Linked DNA regions of Mus musculus: all the other regions are linked to region 4. A link is a contact called in public Hi-C and promoter capture Hi-C data. All regions are on one chromosome and are shown on one strand. The core of a region is the stretch at or near the end of the contact, and the rest is flanking DNA. Distances in the headings are between cores, read along the strand shown. Region 1 holds the start of Asic4 (acid-sensing (proton-gated) ion channel family member 4). Region 2 holds the start of Ttll4 (tubulin tyrosine ligase-like family, member 4). Region 3 holds the start of Cyp27a1 (cytochrome P450, family 27, subfamily a, polypeptide 1). Region 4 holds the start of Zfand2b (zinc finger, AN1 type domain 2B).

The links. Promoter capture Hi-C pulls out the DNA fragments that hold promoters and counts their contacts. A called contact is a pair of places that touch in the nucleus more often than the background predicts.
Region 1: a contact with region 4 is called in a promoter capture Hi-C map of the HPC-7 cell line. The contact joins the promoter of Asic4 here to the promoter of Zfand2b in region 4. A contact is called at or near these places in 6 of 39 promoter capture datasets (the 3T3-L1 cell line, 3T3-L1-derived adipocytes, the HPC-7 cell line and 2 more), 2 of 115 datasets of contacts at active chromatin or transcription factors (microglia and pancreatic cancer cells) and 3 of 9 other capture datasets (adipose tissue, liver and pancreatic islet).
Region 2: a Hi-C map of CD8 T cells shows a contact between it and region 4, with 8 times the contacts expected there. The contact joins the promoter of Ttll4 here to the promoter of Zfand2b in region 4. A contact is called at or near these places in 8 of 39 promoter capture datasets (the 3T3-L1 cell line, the HPC-7 cell line, embryonic stem cells and 4 more), 2 of 484 Hi-C or Micro-C datasets (CD8 T cells and uterus) and 1 of 9 other capture datasets (liver).
Region 3: a promoter capture Hi-C map of liver shows a contact between it and region 4, with 2.6 times the contacts expected there. The contact joins the promoter of Cyp27a1 here to the promoter of Zfand2b in region 4. A contact is called at or near these places in 2 of 39 promoter capture datasets (hippocampal neurons and liver).

Annotation. Positions count from the first base shown.
Region 1 is chr1:75,449,081-75,451,821 of GRCm38.p6, reverse strand. Asic4 (acid-sensing (proton-gated) ion channel family member 4) reads right to left here and starts at 1,312. Exons shown (of 10, transcript NM_183022.3): 1 at 409-1,312. The coding sequence starts at 990.
Region 2 is chr1:74,660,421-74,663,351 of GRCm38.p6, reverse strand. Ttll4 (tubulin tyrosine ligase-like family, member 4) reads right to left here and starts at 1,650. Exons shown (of 20, transcript NM_001014974.2): 1 at 1,463-1,650.
Region 3 is chr1:74,712,106-74,714,904 of GRCm38.p6, reverse strand. It overlaps Cyp27a1 (cytochrome P450, family 27, subfamily a, polypeptide 1), which reads right to left and starts at 1,370. Exons shown (of 9, transcript NM_024264.5): 1 at 1,014-1,370. The coding sequence starts at 1,274.
Region 4 is chr1:75,167,329-75,170,298 of GRCm38.p6, reverse strand. Zfand2b (zinc finger, AN1 type domain 2B) reads right to left here and starts at 1,653. Exons shown (of 10, transcript NM_001159905.1): 1 at 1,592-1,653; 2 at 1,393-1,468; 3 at 1,020-1,114; 4 at 668-799; 5 at 383-534. The coding sequence starts at 1,447.

The DNA.
Region 1 (2,741 bases), core at 63-2,562, 280 kb before region 4:
GTCACTTTGATTTGGTGGGAAGAAGAATCCAGTAGCCCCCGAAGAAAAGGAGAACAAGAACAAAGTGGGGCTCAGTCTGTCTGGCCTTGGGATGAAGACCAGCTTCAGGGCCCTGAGTCCATCCCGAGGAATAGCCCTGGCCCCTGAACCTTGAACACTGCAGCAGCAGCAGCAGCAGCAGCAGAAGAGGAGGAGAAGGAGCTGTGCCACGGGGTAAGCCCTTCTGAGCATCCACTGCTCCTGGACTGAGGAGCCAGAGGGAAACACCAGCTGAGGGAGACACGAGGCCCGCCTCTGGTGGCAGAAGGAAGGGAAGCCCTGTTGAGGATACCCTCACGTACTACCCTCCACCCCCCACCTTAGCTTCTGGCCACCCCAGGTTCAGGTGGCCCAGCTGGTAGAACTCACCACAGAGAAGTTGCTGGCGGAGCAGTGGTGCCCACTGAAGTTGCAGCTCTTGAGCATGTCAGCAAGCTGGTGGCCAGTGCGGTTGAGGATGTCTACCATGTCAGGCTCTGGATAGCGAAGGCCAGCTGCACGGTGCCCGTCCCGGTCTTTGGGGGGCAGCCCTGTCAGATTGGCCAGGTGGAAGATATCAGCATCGCTGAGTGCCGAGTGCCGGAAGCGGTTGATGTTGCAGAGGGTGACAGCCGGAAAACCCGCCACTGGGGCTGGGGCAGCAGGGTCCATGGCTACCAGGTGAGGCCGGGTCAGGTAGCCCCTGGCCAGGCTGGCTGCCTGGTACAGAAAGGCAGCCAGTGAGGTGAGTAGGGCCAGTGCCCACAGGGTTCTGCGCAGTCCATGGGGGCCAGGGCCACAGGCCCGGCCCAGCCCATGCAGAGTGCTGGTGCTGGCAAAGGTGGCCAGGTCCCGAGGGGCTGCTGGCCCCTGAGCAGCCCCCAGGAGGCTCTGTTCATCCCCTGCCTCCTTCTCCTTGGGTTTTGCATCCTCCTCAGCAAATTTGATTTTGCACACAATCTCGATCGGCATCTGTCCCCGGCTGCTGGGACTGGCCAGAGCCTCACTGCTACTGTCCCTCCCTGGACAGCAGCCCTGGTGCCCTCCGGAGTGGTGGTGGCGGCAGCGGCTGCTCTTCTAAACTCAGGGCAACCAGGAGGAGGACGGGGACAGGGTGGGGGCCCGAGGTGGGGGCGTCACTCCCACTCCCAGCAGCTCCGCAGCCCCGGCGCTGCCTCTGCCGCTGCTGCCTCTGCTGCCGCTTGTCTCTCTCCTCGATCGTCTCCTTGTGGCTTCCCTTATCAGCACCCGCACAGCTGTCAGCCCCTGCGTGTGTCCCTGCGAGCAAGCGAGTGAGCGAGGGAGCAAGCGCTGCTCCGCCACGCCGCGCAGCCCCAGCCGCTCCGCTCAGCATGTGCTCTGGAGCCCACCCCGTGCTTAATAATTCAGGACATGTCAACAGCGTTTCACCGTCGGGCACTGGCACGGGAGGCAGGAGCCAGGCCAGGGAGGGAAAAGCCCCACCCTACCCCAGCCCAGGATGGAGATTCCAGGATCAGGGGTGCTTCTGAAACTCTCTCGCTGTACCTTAGTCAAGCGTGGGGGCCACGGATAGCCTAGTCTCGGGCCAAACTGGGAATGGTGCTATGCTGACTTCTCAGCCCATTCCTTGCCACTTCTTCTGGACCACACCCCACGAAGGGTCAATCAACCCCACTTCCCAGCTTCCTTGACTCCTGACTCCAGCCTTCCAGGGATCTCACTGCCCCACTCAAAGCAGCTTCCAGCAACTCCTTGTGAGAGCCACTTGTTTGAATGAGGGAGGGAAGGAAGGGGAGGGCAGGCAAGAGAGATGAAGAGACAACTGTGGCTTCACTCAGACTCCCCTCCCCTAGAGCCTTGCTGCTGATTTCAACATCCACCGCATCCCTACCCCTTCCAGGAGGGACCCTGGTTCCCTTTTTCTGACTTTGCCCCATATCCCAGGTTCAGTCATTCTTGTGACTGAAGCAGAGGCCACCCTGCCTGGCTCACTTGTCTGTAGCCACTTTACTAGTCCTTTAGTCTCCAAATCCCTTGCTATGACAAGGCTTGGGGGAGAGGAGGGGAATCTGGATGAGCCAGGCCGGGGAGCTAAGAGCTCAGAGGCAGGGTAGAAGGAAATGAAGCGCCCAGGAGAGCTATTAGAGCCGGTGGGAAGGTGAGTGGGGGCTTCAATGGAAATACTATGCTAAGGAAATCAGTGCCCAGAATGTCCTGTCCTCTGGCAGAGCTAGACAGGGTTGCCTTGCAGGCTGCTATCTTGGAGGGAAATCAGACACATGGGTTACCATCACGAGAGGAAGTGGAAGCCCCTATTGGCTCACCGGGAGGGGGGTACGTTGGCACCTCCCGCTTGGGGGTAGCAAAAATGGTCCACTTGTGGCCCCTGGGGGTGTGTAAAAGTGTGAGTCCTCATGGGGGAGAGGAAGCACTTGTCCTGGGAGGAGAGGGGGGCTGATTAATCGGGGTGCTAATGAGCAGCAGGGAGAGGAAGCTCAGAGGGGAGGGGGAGGCGGCTCCATCGATCCAAGCCGCGGAACCAGCAGCTGAAAAAAAAAAGTGAGAAGGGAATCGATCTGAGGGAAACGGCAGCTGCTGGGGATTAGAGCCCGAGGTCCACACGCTGTCCAACGGCCACCCCTCCCCTTCGTCAGCCTGGCCCTGCAGTCTCAGGCTGGCCCCGAGGGAGGGTCATCAGCGTAGCTCCCCTTAGGGGATTCAGGCCGCTGCTCGGCCCACCC
Region 2 (2,931 bases), core at 401-2,900, 510 kb after region 4:
CAAAACAAAACAAAACAAAAGAAGAAAGTAAGAAGAGAAAAAGAGCAAACGAACTTACTAAATACTTTTGCTCATGTTTTACTTAAAATAAGTTTTAAAATCCCATGGTCCCACAAAACCTTCCAGGCCTGAGACTTTTAATTTGGTGGTAGTGATTGACTGTCTAGAATGTGTAACTCCCAAGGTTCAATCCCTAGGACCTTAAAAAGATGGGAAGGGCAGGGCAGGCAGAGGCAGGTGCATCTCTGAGTTCAAGATCTATCGAGTGAGTTCCAGACAGCCAGGGCTGCACAGAGAAACCCTGTCTCAAAAACAAAAACAAACAAACAAAAAAACTAAAGTCACTTGGAAACTACAAGTCAGGAAATAGATTCATTTTAAGTTAAGTCTTGGGCCCTAATAAGCCCAGCTCACAGAATGGCTCCCAACAAACACAACTGAGCTCGGACCTCTGTTCAGGCCATGCTGTATCTTTCTAAAGCTACTTTGTAACTTGAATATCTTCCCACTTCTTCACTCCCTGAGAACATTTGATAACTTTCAGGGCCAGGCTTAGAGTCTAATCAGTAAATCGCTAGTAACTTTCCAGACAATAAAGGGAATAGTTTTTATGCAAATAATCTCAGTATTGCAACAATTGAAGGCATAGGATCCAACGGTACCTGCTCTTAAAGGCTCCTCCAGATTACTGCTGATTGGCCAAATCAACAGGCGCTGAAATTGAGATTCGGAATATTCAAAATGACTCCATAAAGGAAGGGTTTCAAATGCTGATTAAAACATTTCCAAGATTCAGAACCGGAATGTAAAGACTGAAGGTGGGGTGACGTATTTTTCCAAACAAATCGCGGTTAAGCGCTTCACTTCTACCACAGCACATACATCAGTATGGCAAATGCTTTCTTGATTAAAAATCTCTTGTTCTATAAACTCTCGAAAACACGTTTGTCTTGCTCACCAATGTACCCTCCCTAGGAACCTTACATAGTGGCTTCACTCGTTACCTACTTGTCGATGTTTATAAAAGCTGTAAATTATTAAATGAAAAAAAATGGCTGGATAAATGAGTTAAATTAGGATCTCAGCTTCTGGAATGTAGGAAAGTGTGTATGGATAACTCAGAGTGGGGTCAGGAAAAAGCAGGCCCTGAAAAGAGCCGGGATTTCAACCCAAGCCAGAATTTAAACCGCAGCGCGGCGGGAAAGAGGACACGCTGAAACCAGGACCGAGAAGGGTGTGGGGCTCGGGCCGCCCGAGGAGAAGCCAACGAAGTTCTCCCCGCGTGGAGGCTGCCGAGGAGGACTCGAGAGAGGGCCCGGGAGGAGGCCCCGGTCTCCGACTCACCAGAGAAAGGCGAGGTGGCGAACCGGAAGCGGGGTTGGGGGCCGGTGCCAAGGGCTGGGGCCGAGGCACGCGGGAACGGCCGGCCGGGGTCGGACACCAGCTCTGCGACCACACTCACCTACGGTACCCTACTTCGCCGCGACTGGACGCCGGCTCCGCGCCGCTTCTTCGCTGCGCCTGCTGGGCGAGCGGGCGACCTCAGGTGTCCCTAGCAACCAAGCTCCGCCACGCGACCCACGCTCTGCCGCTTTCTGTCCCACACAGAGCGCGCCCCCAGCGGACAGATCTAAGGCCAGAAAGGAATGGGAGGGGGAGGGCCCGAGGCAAGCGCGCCGAATCCCAGCCCTTGTGCAGCCTAGAGAATGGGGGGGGGGGGGGGGGGAGAAGGAGGGACTTGGGGGGAGGGAGAGAGAAAGTGCAAGGAATTTGCGCACGCGCAAACTTGTCGACACGGTGGAACTCTTGCGAGCGGAATTCTGGGAACTGTAGTCCTGCAAGTAAAGGCTCCGTTCTGGGAATCCACGATTCATTCTACCTAACCACTATGGACTCTGACCATACAGCGCCAAGACTCTATTAAAGAATTCCTACCAAAATTCCATGAGTTTGAGGCAAGTAAGAGGAAGTGGCTCAAGGCACTTTAACTCTCTCCCACTCACCTTTCCCTAAATCCAAACACGGAGCGGGACGAGACAAAGCAAGACATAACTACAACTACCAGTTTTATGGGCTTCGAGTGAGAACTTTACCTAAGTGTGAGTCCTTTCATAATCTCTCCACGCAGAATAGATCCCCCTGTTTCAGATGTCGCTGGATCTATTAAATTTAGAGAACTATAAAGTCAGCTGGATGGCAAAAGGAGCTTTCTCAAACAGGCTATGATAATTAACGATATAACTAACCTGATGAGGCCTGGGCACCGGTTGTGCACTTCTTTAACCCCACCATTCGGTAGGCTGAGGCAGGTGGATCTCTGAGTATGAGGACAGCCTGGTCTGCAGAGTGAGTTCAGATCAGCTAGGGCTATGCAGAGAAAAACTAGCCTGGTGAAAACAATTTGAACTTAGTAGCAAAATACTTAAGCAACAGTCATTGACAGATGTTGAACTATGAAAGGGTTACTTATCAATTTTAGATCAGGAAATCTAGGGCAATTATCTAGTTTGTCTCCTGATGAGATTTGGATTACACAGCAATATTTATAAAGTATGGCTTATTTTACAAAATGTTAAATTTTAACAATTTAAAAGCTGAATCTAATCAAGCATTGACTCTAACTTCAGTATACAGGATATAGAGGAAAACAATTGAGTAATGCTATAGAATCAGATAAATTCAGAATTTTAACCAATATACAGTATAAATGAACTTTCTTAGACAAAATGGGAGTGCTGGAGCTGAAGAAAAATGTTGGGAGCCGCGCCCACATTCGCCGTTACAAGATGGCGCTGACAGCTGTGTTCTAAGTGGTAAACAAATAATCTGCGCATGTGCCAAGGGTATCTTATGACTACTTGTGCTCTGCCTTCCCCGTGACGTCAACTCGGCCGATGGGCTGCAGCCAATCAGGGAGTGACACGTCCTAGG
Region 3 (2,799 bases), core at 121-2,620, 460 kb after region 4:
TCACTATGTAGCACTGGCTAGCCTATGTAGCATGGGCTAGCCTGTAATTTATACAGATTCTAATGCCTCTCCCTCCTGATTTCTGGGATTAAAGGTAAGTGTTGCGCCACCATGCCAGGCTTCCTGCTTGCTTGCTTGCTTGCTTGCTTGCTTGCTTGCTTGCTTGCTTGCTTGCTTACAATTTGTATTCTTTTTAACTATGCACGTGTGTGTCAGCAGGTATGTGCTCATGAGTGCATGGTCCTGGAAGGGCAGAGACATCAGATTCCCCTGGGTGGTTGTAAACTGACTGACAAGGGTGCTGACTGACTCAGGTCCTCTGGAAAAGAGAGATGTCCTCCTAACCATGGAGCCCTCTCTCCAGTCCCAGGGAATGGTTTGTTTTGCTTTGTTATTTTAAATCATCTCTCAGTACCTCCTGAGTCTGACAGGGATAGCTACACAGACAAACTTTCCTGGCTGCTGGATTTCTCTTTCTCTGTCCCCATCCTCACCCTCCTCTCCGTCTGGCAGGGTGTCGAGGTGCAATTACATCAGAAATTCCTTTGCCTGCTCCCTAATGTGTTTTCTTTCACTCCCTGAGAAGCAATCTTTTTTTGTTTTTTGTTTTTTTCTTCTGTGGACAAATGTGTCCTACAGATTGCAAAGTAGCTTCCAAAGTTAACTCCTTTGGAAGAAGCAGGAGGGGAATGGCATCTCTGAAGTAACAGGGTTCCCCCAACACCGGGCACTGTATACACTAGCATGAGTCATTCTCTCCCAACGCAACCTCTTCCTTTCCCAACTTGTGCCCACCACATTGATGATGATCTCTTGATCGGTGACACCCATCGCCTGTTTTAGCTCAAAGGATTCTCTCTGCACCCTGCATGCCCTTCCAGTTTATGGCTCGAGCCTCAGACAGTGGCGAGCTAAGTTCTATTTACTGTTTATCCCTCTTCTCTCCCATAGCCAGCTTCTTTTTCTGTCCCAGTGCCCAGACCCAGGTGGCGATGCCTCTGTCCGATGGTTACCTGGAGGTCGGGCAAGTGCAGCACATAGCCTTGTAGAAATAGCTGGAATAAAAATTGTAGCGTTCCGGTCCCCGGAAGCTCCGCCGGACTCCGCAGGCGCGGCCGGTCTTGACCTGTTCCTGGACCCTCCGTACTCTCCTGTGCCTGGAGGGCTGCAGGGATCGTGGCCTTGGCTCTGGCCCCTTGTGGGCAGAGGCCACGGCCCACCACACGCGGGTCCAGGAGCGTCCATCTCAGCCTCGTGCGGCTCCACGCAGCCATGGATCGTGCCCGAGAAGCCAAGAGTTTAGATCCAGAGACTATGAGCCCTATCCAGGCAAGGAGGCAGACAGAACTCGGGCTTTGCGACCTGGCGACTTTAAAGGCAGAGGTGGTCCCGGGGCGGGCCAATAGAGGACTAGCCAGATCCTTTCATAACCCCTTCCAATCAGGATCTGTCCTGAACACACAAACGCCGCCTTCTCCAGCTGCAAGACCTCTACTAAGAAGGCAGGCAGAGGTGGACAAGATGAACTAGGGAGCTCTCTGGAGTTAGCAGCCTCCTCATCCACGGACTCTCAAGAACTTCGCTGGCTCTCAGTCGTGAGATGGAGCACAGCAGTCAACTTCCAAGTCCCTCAGGCCCCACCCAGCTAGGCTTGCCTTTGCTTGACCTGCAGAGCGCCATCTCTGGTGTCCCTCACTTTCCAGATGGCCCGGGAACGCGCTGCTGTTCCCCAGAGGCTGAAGCTGATTGTGGACCTGGGACAGCAGTCACGTGAGGCCCAGAGAGGAGGAAAAACAAAACAAATTGCGGTATTAGGGATTTTTTTTTTTTAAGAGTATCATTTCTGCTTTTGAGAACAGATTTGGGGATTTGATTTTGTTTTCTTTTTCCCGTTTTGTTTTGTTTGAAGACGTGTAGGCCAGGCTGGGCTCAATCCTCCACCTTCCTGCCCCAACCTCCAGAGTGCAGGCATTAAGGATTTTGAACCAGTTATGGTTGCGCAAGCCTCTAATTTCAGCATTTGTGAGGCAGAGGCAAGTGAACTCTGTGAGTCCCAGGTCAGCCTGGTCTACATAGCAAGTTCCAGGTCAGCTAGAGGTAGATAATCAAACTCTGTCTCAAAAAACAAAAAACAAAAAACAAAAAACAAAAAAACTAAACTAATAACAACAATTTTTTAAAAAGAGGAAGGGCTGAAGAGATGGCTGCTCTTCCAGAGGGGAAGTTCACAGCCTCCGAAACCCCTCTGTGTGCACCAAGCATGCAAGTGGCACACAGACAATATGCAGGAAACACACCCATACACATACCATAAGTTTTTAAATTTGTATTTTTAAAAAGGACTGCCTACCTACATGGCCTGGCTTCAGACTATTCCAATAAAGCAAAAAGAATAAAATGGGACAGAAAATTTGCCCCAAAGGGGGAAAAATAACCAAGTGTTGTTTCATGAACTGTTTTATGTATATTGGAAGTTTCGTTTTCTTTTGTTGTTGTTGGGTTGTTTGGTTGGTTTGAGACAGGGTTTCTCTGTGTAGCTCCAACTGTCCTGGACCTTGTTCTGTAGACCAGGCTGGAACTCAAGAGACCTGCCTGCTTCTGTCTCTAAGTGCTGGAATTAAAAGTGTGTACCACCGGGCTGGTGAGATGACTCAGTGGGTGAGAGCACCCAACTGCTCTTCCGAAGGTCCCAGCAACCACATGGTGGCTCACAGCCACCCATAATGAGATCTGATGCCCTCTTCTGGTGCGTCTGAAGACAGCTGCAGTGTACTTACATATAATAAGTCAATCAATCAA
Region 4 (2,970 bases), core at 404-2,903:
TCAGTAATTTCAGCTACCTGGAAAGTTCAGACTGAAAAACTGAAAATTGTACAGGGCACAGTGAGTTCAATGACAGCCGGGGCAACTTTGTGGACTCTTGTCTCCAAGGAATAAAGGGAGCTGGAAGTAATGTATGCTGTAATTTCAGCACTGGAGGGTCTGAGGCAGGAGGACTGCCACAAGTTTGAAGCCAGCCTGGGCTAAGAAGTGAAACCTCTCAAAACAACAAAAGGGCCAAGGCAGTACCTCAGGGGCAGAGTGCTTGCTTGCCTAGTTTCAGTCCACAGCACTGCAAGCAAAATGGAGCAAAAAGCATAAAGACTGCCTTGGTCAAGGAAGACATGGCTGAAGCAAAGCAAGTTGGCTATTTGGTGGTAATTACCCTGCCCTGCTGGTCTGATGACCTTCCCCAGAGCATTCATGGTCCAGGGGATGACGGTGCTTGATGCAGAAGTTTCGGCCACAGCGATCACAAGTCAGTTTCATCATCTCCCGCTGCCGGCAGCCAGAACGTTCACACTTATTGGTGAAGATCTGAGATGAAACAGGGTTTGTTATTTAGGAAACTCATCTTCTCCTCTGGCCCCCATGGAGCTAGCCTTTTGGGTTTGCAGATGTCCGTATACTACGCTGGGTTGTCTCACTAACCCCTCCATTATTTATTTACCTTGCGTTTTTGCTGTGCTGGGTCAGAACGACAGTCTCTGTCAATGTGCTCTCCCACAGCACGGTCAGGAGGCTCTCCTCTGGCCACCGGCACAGGCACATTACAGAGAGGGCACACAGGTACCTGGATATCCTATAGTCAAGGGTCAGGAGTCAGTATGAGAGCCAAGCAATCTCTTAAAGAACCCGGATATACCACTCACAAATACACAAAAAACAAAGTTACCCAGTGCTGGGCTTAGAAACACAATAACTAAGAGGGGAAAACATAAAATAGACAGATCCTGAAAGCATCTGCACCCGCTCTCCTCTCCATACACCAACCCCTGCCACCCTCACGATCGCCCCCTCACCTTTTGGTAAGCTGATCCACAGTGATGCTGGGCGTAGGCCACATGGTCTGCGCAGAAGATGCCCGAGCAGGCATCGCACTTGAGTGGCAAAAAATCTACAGAGAATGGGTCAGATTGCGGGTTCAAAGGAAACTTAGATGTCCTTTCCTCTTGCGCAAAGCTGCTACTCAGGTAGGAAAAACTCTGCCCTATTTGCAACACACTGTACCTCTTTCACAGTACACGATCAATTTGGCCACGCCCCTAGTCTCCGCCCACAACTTCGAGCCCCGCCCTCCTGGCCTTTCCAGCTCCAGTGCTCACCCTCCTGGCCCTACCTGCAGTCCCCAGCCCCAGCCGTCCGGCCCCGCCTCCCGCGTGCTCCGCCCCTCACCCAAGCGCTGACAGCTCGGCTCGGAACAGTGAGCCCCGAGGTCCGGAAACTCCATCGCCTGGCCGTGCGGGGCCTGCTGCGGGGAAGAAACGAGAGCTGAGCGTGCCAAGGACTCCCGCTCCGGGCCCCGTCCGCAACACAGCAACTCCGGGGGGCTCCCCGCCCCGCCCCTTCCTCTCCCCCGCCCAGCACAGGTTACCGAAGCCTGAGCGTCCGCCGGCCCGCAGCCCCTACTCCTCCTCCCGAGGGCTCGCGCGCTCTGACGTCATCACGTTGGGCGGGTCCATCCCGGGCAACAGTAGATTGCAGGCGGAGAGTCCCAGAAGAGTTGAGCCACGCCCGGGAGCGGGTGTAAAGCTTAGAAGAGTTTTTTCAGAACCAACCAGTGAAGGCAAAGATGGACGTGTCGGTGGACAAGGGTGGTTTGGAAGCAGTTCGGCCTTTAGCCTGCTCACTTCGTCACTACCTTACTTTTCTCTAGCCATTTCTCCAGACCGAGGCTACCTCTTTTCTGTGAGGAGTTACAGTGTTTCTCAGTGGTGCAGATTCCTCTCCAGGTTTTAGTGTTGATGTTCACCCTCTAAGACATCCCTAGCCCTTGTCGGTATGATCTGAGCACACCTGCTCTGTCTTCTCCTCCCCTCCATCCCAGTTTACACGTCACCTCATTGAAATCAGCTGTTCACCAACCTGGCACAGTGTCTCAAGCCTTTACTCCCAACACTCAGAAAGCAGATGCAGGTGAATCTTTGTGAGTTCGACATCAGCATGGTCTACATATCGAATTCTAGGACAGCCAAGACTACATAGAGACACCCAGGCTCGGGGGTGAGGGAGGGAGGGAGAGAGAGAGAGAGAGAGGCATCGGCCACACAAAGGGGACTACCTGGTGAAAAGAGACATCCATAGTGAAAGGAGAGAAGACGAAAAACCCAAGAGAACTGCACACCCTTCCCTTCAATGATAAAATTAAAATATATCAAAGAGTCAAGGATCAGCTCTACCTGTTTCATACTGGGCCCTGCCTGGCACATAATACCTAAAGTACAACAGTCTCAGGTGAAACTCACTACATAGCTATTTTAAACAGATGCCTGGGTCCTAGGACTTCTGACTCAGAGGGGAGCTCCAGAAGGAATGGTAACACATTTCTAGTATGTCTCAACTTGAAAAACACTAGCCTAGCACATTCTCAGGGGTTCTGGAATGTTTTTTGAAGAGTGGCAGTCATTAAACTGGTGTACACCTTTAGGAACCACAGACTGAGACCTTCCTGGCTCAGCACATTTTGCTTCTCACACAGCTTCTCCTACTTGGAATTGGTAGTCACTCTACCTTCCCGTAGGTCTAGACGTGGAAACAAGTAATCAGGTGAAGTAAACAAACAAACAAACAAAAAACCAGTTTCTGCCTCTCAACTTTCCCCTCCTCTTCCTTTGATTTTCACTCTAAGACCGGTAGAAATTAAGACAGTCTTTCCTGGCTACCTCAGGCAGAAGCCCTGTTCTCAGCTCTAACTGTACCCAAACACCTTGACTTGGGTCATCTGCCGACTTACATGCCTGCCACACTCATGTG